Regions from separate parts of the Zea mays genome. Here region 1 is linked to region 2. Evidence: chromatin contacts called from public Hi-C data. All regions are on one chromosome and are shown on one strand. The core of a region is the stretch at or near the end of the contact, and the rest is flanking DNA. Distances in the headings are between cores, read along the strand shown. Region 1 holds the start of LOC103653189 (type I inositol polyphosphate 5-phosphatase 12). Region 2 has its middle 55 kb from the start of LOC103653189.

Region 1 (4,061 bases), core at 332-2,831, 54 kb before region 2:
TTCTAGCCATTCTAAATCCAAATCTATGTTAGCACATAAACTATAAAACATCGGAGATGAATAAACTCGAACAATAAGGGTCTAGTGTTTCAGCCATTGGCAGATAGCAAAAGGAAAGCGTCCCAATGAAGCTGGGAGAATAGGTTTAGAACTTTTGATCGAGAGTACAGAGTTGTTGATCAAGAACCATATAGATTATGGTTAACATCACTGAATATCTCAGCAACAACAAGGAACGATTTGGATTTGCAAATTAGTTCTTAAGGATAATGATAGTTAGAGGTTCCACATGCTAAAATACTCAACATACATAGCTAAGATTTAACGGTGATGGTGGCATGATAATAATGTTCTAATTTGGGATTCAAAATTCTCGTCAGCGACGAGTCAATAACTATACTGATACTGACTACCGGAGGTCCCAGAACTTCATTGCTAAGCTACCACATTTCAGTCACGTGAAACCAACCAGTAAAACCGAACGTTCTGGATTCCCAATACTCTGCTAGAAGCAGCCAACAGAGTGCAAAACAACGAGATGATCGAGTAAGCAAAGCTTGTTACCGTACAACGTGACGACGATGGCGAGCACCGGCGTGCGACTGTACGCCTGCCACGAGAGGGCCTCCTTGAACATGGGCGCACTGCCGGCGGAGTATCCTCCGGCGGGCGCGGCGTGGTCCATGCGCCACGCCCTGATCCTGCCGTCCCTGTGCCCCGTCCACACCATCCCGTTAGCGCCGTCGACAGCGGCGCAGAGCGCGGGCGGGACCGGCACGGACTCTCTGAACGGCGCGGCCTCCTCGTCACCGCGGCGCCGCGGCCCGGCGCCCGGCCACCACCCACGGAACACCTCGTGGAGGCCCCACACTCGAACCCCGGACTCGGCGCCCGCCCACAGCTGCCGTCGCCGCGGGTCGCAGGCCAGCGTCCTCAGAAAGGCGCCCGCCTGTGTCTCCCGCAGCGGGTGGGGCCGCACCTCGAGCGGCGGCGGGCGCGCCGGGTGCATCGCCGCGCGGAGCGGCACGCGGAAGATGCCCTCGCCACCGCCGGCGCCGACGAACTCTGGCAGCGCGCCGTCCGCACCGCCGTACTGCGACATGGCCCGCTCGAGTGCCGCCGCCGGCGCCGACGCCGAGCCGCCTTCGATCCAGGCTGCGAAGGAGGCCGAGCGGGCGTGCGCCAGCTCTCCGTGGCGCTGCGGGAATGATGCGCAGCGCTGCGCCGAGGCGGAGGCGAAAGGGACGTCACAGTAGCTGAGCACGCGCGGCGCGGCGCGGCGGGTGCACGCGGGCGAGGAGGCAGGCTCCGTGTCGCGCGGCAGGTGCAAGTCGACGGCTTTCCGCTGCGCCGCTGGTTCGTCGTCCGGGTCCATGCCCCTGCGCGCGACGCGAGTTCCAGTCCGGCTTTGCAATTTTGGTAGCGATGAGAAGGCGGCGGGACTGCAGGAGGACTCGAAGAGAGCGCCGGAGATGTGTGGGAGAGTCGGGCGGGGTCGGGGAACGGAGGCCACCCGTTGCGGGAGCAGAAGGAAGCAGGGACAGAGGGGTGGTGAGGCAACAGACAACTCTTGTGAGTTGTGAGCGTGGATTGCTGGCATGTGGGTTTATATGGGTGGATGCCTCGTGGACCGGGACCACGGTGGCAGGGTGTAACACCCGGTTTTAAGGAACAAACCGAGTATATTTCATACATGCGCCAAAGAAGACAACATATATAATAACAGATTGTATAAAGATAAATATCACAATAATTAGAGTATTTATTACATAGCGCAAGTCTTACTAAATAAAAGATAAATATAAAACGAACTAAGAATCATTCTTGGCGCAAGTCAACTGGAAGACGCCACCTAGATCGAATCAAACTCCTCGTGGTGTGGCTCCTCTTGAACCACCTGTTCTTCTCCTGTGGGGGGTGTGAGACAGCAAGAATGAGCTCACACATGTTCATCACTCAACAAGTTGTGAGGAAATAATGTGGCATGAACTCACCAAATGTGAGAGTTCATGTAATGTGTAAGGCTGATTACCAATAGGGATTAAAGCTGAGCATTGCTTTTAATAAGTTGGTCAAAATTTTATTAGCAGTTACTAAATGTAAGTAAATACCAAACCTTAATAAAAGTAATAGAACAAAATTAATAAATAATCTCATGCAATGTAAATGACAAATTGAATTTAAGTTCCATAAATTAATCATGCGAGAGTCCCAAGTTGCTCATGACCGTGAGCTTGGCTAGTATACCAGTTTTACACTCTGCAGAGGTTGTACCATATACCCACAAGTCATGTTACCCATCTGCCAAGGGATCGCGACTCCCATACACCTCTACCAAGGAAGCGAGACAGGGCAACACTACGAAGCCTTTACAAAGTTCCACTAGCTTCCGAAAACCCGCTACAGTTTATGGGAAGAGCACTTGCAAGAATCCCCCGTCTGACCGCCATCGCAGCAAAATCAACCCGAAAACCTCCTTGCAACTCCTCTACTGCCCTTGCCTTTTTCGGGTAAGGTAGTCTTCCACTAGCTTTCCTAATTAGTCAGCCAAGGGCGTCCCATTCCACCCTTGTGGTGGCACGTGTTTCTCAAGTTAAGCTCCATGTTCCAATTAAAGATAACGATCTTGACATGAACATAAATAAAATAACAAAATAATTGGAACATGGATATAATGAAATATTAATCCCAAAACCATATAGAGCAATAACAAAACTACCCAATGATTCAGGGGTGAACAAGGTAAAAGATAAACAGACTAGGGTGACCTATTGGGTCCCATCAAAATTAAACCTATGCATTGAATAGTGATAATAAAGAACATTATTGGGTAATAAAAGTGGACAAGGGCACAACTTGCTTGGCACTTGAGATTCCAAATACCAGGGTGATTCTTCAGATCCTCGTAACCGCACTGCTAGTCGTAGCAATACAAACAGACATAGTATAAACAAAATTAACATCACACCAAACATAAGAACATACTACATAATAATGATCTACGCGTTGCTACGAGATCGCGGAAACGAGAACCACTAAAATCGGAGTTATGGCTAAGGAGTTATGAAGTTATGATTTTATAGAGGATTTATGTGATTAAAAATATTAAACTATATTATAAATTGGTTAACATAAATCGTATAAGAGGTTATTCTATAAATAATTATCTTAACTTTAATCTAAGTTATAAATTGACCATCGATCATAGTTTAGTAAATAATGATGAACACATTAACAAAACTAACCAACATAAGTTAAATAAAGATCTACTTATAAAAGAATGAGACATGGTATAATAAATGTTGTTATTGTATTGTAAATATTTATACGAAACTAACGCAACTGGAACGAGTCAATTCGGAATTAAAACGAAGGAGTTATGATTTTTTGAGGATTCTATGTGTTTTGTACAAGATTAAATAGAATATAAATTTTAATGTGACTTTCATGTCCAAACAGAGGTACTATATGATAAACAATAATTTTATAGACTTATAGAAATTGGAATGGACTCATTTGGATTTAATATGAATTTTCCATGAATTAAATGGTTTTCTGCAATTATTTTTAAACCAAAAATCAATTTCTAAACTCCTTTTCCCTATTTTCTTTAGTTTCTGGATTGCGCCACAATTTCTAGAAAAGTCAAGGGCTGACGCATAAGAAATCCTAAGACTCAGCCTAACCACGAGTTGTACTGCAGGTTTATTATGAAGAACCCTGAGGGCTCTTTAAGAAAAGTACCCAGCCGAAGGGGTATGAGTGATCGTGCGTCGTTGGATCCAAAACCTAGGGCTCAGATTCGATCTAGCCGTCGGTGCTCTGATGCGCTGCCCAGGACACGCGGATCCTAATCCAATGGTCAGAATAGACCACGGTTCCTAACCCTCCGATTGGGAATCTACGGCCAAGGTTTACCACGCGCGAAAGGGTACGCAACGATCAGATCAAGGCCGTTCAGAAGACATCCAACGGTCGCGCTTCTCTCCCCAAATCCACACGCAGGTGCGGCGGCGCCGTTCATCTCGCGGTGGCGCACTCGCCGCCACGGCGAGCGATGC
Region 2 (3,949 bases), core at 458-2,957:
CATTCTGCCGAGCGCGGACGGTCCACGAGCCAGGTCCGGACGGTCCGCCCCTGTAGATCAACGGCTGAAAATGCAACGGTCAGCAGTAACGGCTATATCAACGGCTATATTGCATTTAATGCGTTGTCAGGTGTCAGACAGACCCAGTCGCGGACGGTCCGCGAGCCCGCTATAATTCATTTCTTCAAACCCGTCACCTTCGGGTTTTTCGGTTTCTCACCTACCGGACGGTCCGCGCCTGAGGCCGGACGGTCCGCGCGAGGGCTCAGACGGTCCGCTCTTTTCCTCCGGACGGTCCATAGTGCAGACTTGGATTTTAGCATTGGTTCTGTCCGAGTGTCATCCTCGTGTCGCGGACGGTCCGCTGCAAGGGCCCGGACGGTCCGCGCTTGGCCTGTTTTTCCAAAAAGGTTCTCCTGTCCGGAATAATCTACGGTATTCCGGACAGTTGATTTAGTATAGTTGTTGATGAACCTTCAGCACCTGTAGAACATATAATCTAGAGCAAATTAGTTAGTCCAATTATTTGTGTTGTGCAATTCAACCACCAAAATTAATTAGGGACTAGGTGTAAGCCTAATTCCCTTTCAATAAGATTTTCTCCTTCGCTTGACGCATGTAGTCCTCGTATTGCTGTTGCTCATCGGCCGTCAGATTTTCAACATCCGTCTTCAGGATATTATCTGGGGAGATATCGGTATGATCTTTAGAACCGGCCATTTGAGGGCCTAATTTTTAGTAGATCTAGACACCAGAGTCACCAGCAGAGTCGCCAAAAGTATGTTGACACCTTTTCGGGCGCCAATCACTATAACGAGAACCGGTGGCGGTGCCCTCTACAGAGGCGCGGACGGTCCGCGGCCAGGGGCCGGACAGTCCACGACATGGTACAGGGGCTTGGGTTCCCTGCGTGACGGCCGGACGGTCCGCGCATGCGCAGGGGCGGCGAAGGTTGCCGGCGGCGCCTGGATCTCGCTCCCGGGAGGGACCCCGTCGGGAGGAGAGATCCTAGATGTTGTCTAGGCTCGGCAGACCGACCTAGACTCCTCTAATCTACGTAGAGCCGAAGAGAAGCGGAGAATTTGGGGATTGAAATGCTAAACTAGAGCTACTCCTAATGCATAAGGTAAAAACGAGAAATAGACTTGATTTGATCGATTGTTGGGGGTTCAATCGGTCGTAGCACTTCATCTATATAAAGGGGAGGTCTGGATCAGTTTCAAACTGTTTCCCAAGTTAATCCCACGGTTTTTAGTAACAAATCACACGAGACACTAGAAAACATAACTGACTCTGCGCACGTGCAAACCGTCCGCATCATCACCGCGGACCATCCGTCCGCGAGGCTCTTTTTGTTTTCCAACAGAAGCCTTGATGACTAATTGTGAAATATAGTTTTAGATAACCAGTTCAATGACTTGATATGCTATACGGGGCAAGAGATATTTAGAAGTCTTGATTACCGTCACTGCCGGTGTGAAGGTTGGTAGCAACGCAATACGAGAGTTTCTTCGGCGTGACGAAACTAGCGAAGACATATCTGCCTTTTTTCCATTGTGCTATCTTTTAGTTATTCTTTTTAACTAATTGTTCAGAAAAGGGCCTTTTTTGTACCGATTTTTTTTTTCTTTTGTAGCTGCAGCGACAGCGAGTATGGCGTGAAAGGATATGGCACGGGCGGGACCCGGAGGCAGACAGATTGATAGCTGAGGACCGAGGAGGTCCAGTAGGCTGGTTGAACAAGTGGATTGTCACTTTTGTCAGCATGAAAGCTACTCGTGTGGTTTTCCAAATCAAGTTCATTTTATTTCGAGGGCATGAGGTTGAAAACCTAGGAATACGGAGGGGGGGGGGGGGGGGGGGATAGAACAAAATGTCCCTGTTAGAAAGTTTATACGAATTAGGATCCTACAAAACTCATATGAAAATACTTCGAATTAGAAAAATATCTTAGTGTCGTTGTATTAGGGGTTGTTTGGTTCAAGTGACTAGAGTTTACTCCGTGTCATATCATATGCTTGAATGACAATTACAAATATTAAATATAGTTAAATACCAAACTAAATACATAAATGAAGACTAAACATCAAGATATACTTTTAAACCTAATTAATCTATGATTGACAAATGCTTCATGTAACATCACATGGACGAATTAAACTTTCGTCTTATCATTTAGCTCTTATCTATGTAATTATTTTTATAATTAAACTACAGTTGATACTTCTAACTGTCATCTAAATATTTGATATAACGGTGGACATAGGTAGATAGATATTGCAGAAATCCTACTGATTTAATACTCCTGTTGACGATAGTACGTGTTAACCTTGGTAGGATAGGATAGCCATTTTAAATACTGGTCGTCAAGGTCACGTCCATTATTAGGGTCATTTGTTTTAGGGACTAAAATCTGTCCATGTCATATCGAATATTTTACAAATACTAAATCTAATTTAATTATAAAACTAATTACATAGTAGGAAACTAAATGACAAGGCAATTTTTAAGCTTAATTAATTTATATCATAGCTAGTAAATGTTACTGTAGCGCATATGAGCAAATTATGGACTAATTTGGCTTAATTGATTCGTCTTGACATTAATTTAGTCTTTATGTATAATTATTTTTGAGTTAAACTATATTTAATATTTTAATTACCGATACGATAGTAAAAGTTTAGTCAGGTAAAACAAACACGCCGTTGATGTCGCCAAATCTAGACTATGCCGAGCTCTTTTATCACTAATCTCTTCCAGCAGCTGAAAACTGCACGAGATTCCATGCAGGCGAGAACCCCATCCGGCCGGACCGGCGAGATTTGGATGACACCTTTCCGCCTCTCGCTTTCGGTTGCCCACGGATCCGGCTAAACACGAACTGGATATTGGCCGCCGTCCACCGCCGGACCTCGTCCTCGTCCTCCATTTCGAGAATTCAGATGGCTCCGAATAATCCGAAGAAAGATCGGTGAGCGAGGTTGCTGTCAGGTCAGCATCGTCGAGAGCTATGCAGGTGCCGACCATCATTAAGACGCAAGGAACCACGCACAACTTGGTTTCCGTCTTTGCTGGAGCCACAGCCACGCACGATCGACTTTGCTGGAGCACGCGCGGGAGCAGGGAGGCGGAGGAGGACTGGCAACCGCATGGCCGCCGCCGCTCCGGGCAGAATGCTGGGCAGCAGCTCACGCGCGTCCACCTGATGTAGCGCCGCTCCTTCTCGGCTTCAAATTGGCGCGAGCGCGACTCCTATGTTTATCTGAAAGGAAAAACAAAAAAAAGGGGCTATTTAAATTCGTACCAGTACTTCTCTCTGCTTCTTTGTGCTGTGAGCCACCTGATCTCGGCGATTTGCTCCATTGCAGCTCTGCGGTTGAATAAGGCTGCGTAGCAAAATTTTAAAATCTAGAGTGTGCACATTACCTTAAAAAAAAATCCAACCTGGAGTTGAAAATTGAGATTCTATAGCATATTATTTAAGACATAAAAACCAAAATGTTTGGATCTATACAAAATAAAATTTATCTGATTACAAGAATTCCTACTTAACCAAACGATGCCTAAGTTTATTGGATTTGCCTTATTTATTTACTAATAAAATCTAAAATAAATCTCAAAGTTCTAGTAATGGATAGTCTGAGTGAAAGTTGTGAGTTTTTACTCTCACAGAAAAAAAATAGAAGAGAATAATCAACTTGAATGACTTATGCCTTTGTTAATCCTTGTCAAGAAGCATGTGACTGAGAAAGCTAAAGTCACAAGTGTGTGCACGCGCATGCATTTTATATTTTTCGTGTGGTTATTAACAGCTCTCTTGTCTTATTTCCTATCTCATTTCATATTTTAAACTTCACTATATAAACAATATAATGCTTTGTTTGGATGTCGATATTGAAGGACATGGAATTGAATTGAGTTGAATACCAAATCAACCATTATATTGAAA

What was found. Hi-C and Micro-C count contacts between places; a contact is called where the count stands out from the background.
Region 1: a Hi-C map of leaf shows a contact between it and region 2, with 6 times the contacts expected there. The contact joins the promoter of LOC103653189 here to the enhancer-like site in region 2. A contact is called at or near these places in 7 of 25 Hi-C or Micro-C datasets (bundle sheath, ear, endosperm and 2 more).

Annotation. Positions count from the first base shown.
Region 1 is chr4:44,952,790-44,956,850 of Zm-B73-REFERENCE-NAM-5.0, reverse strand. It overlaps LOC103653189 (type I inositol polyphosphate 5-phosphatase 12), which reads right to left and starts at 1,581. Exons shown (of 11, transcript XM_008680148.3): 1 at 565-1,581. The coding sequence starts at 1,375.
Region 2 is chr4:44,898,684-44,902,632 of Zm-B73-REFERENCE-NAM-5.0, reverse strand. No RefSeq gene overlaps it. Among protein-coding and RNA genes, the nearest start is that of LOC103653189, 55 kb to the left of the region's middle. Within about 2 kb of position 1,707, at least 10 of the 20 cell types and tissues checked have an H3K27ac peak or open chromatin away from gene starts, as enhancers often do. A contact at or near this core is called in bundle sheath and leaf, where this site is marked.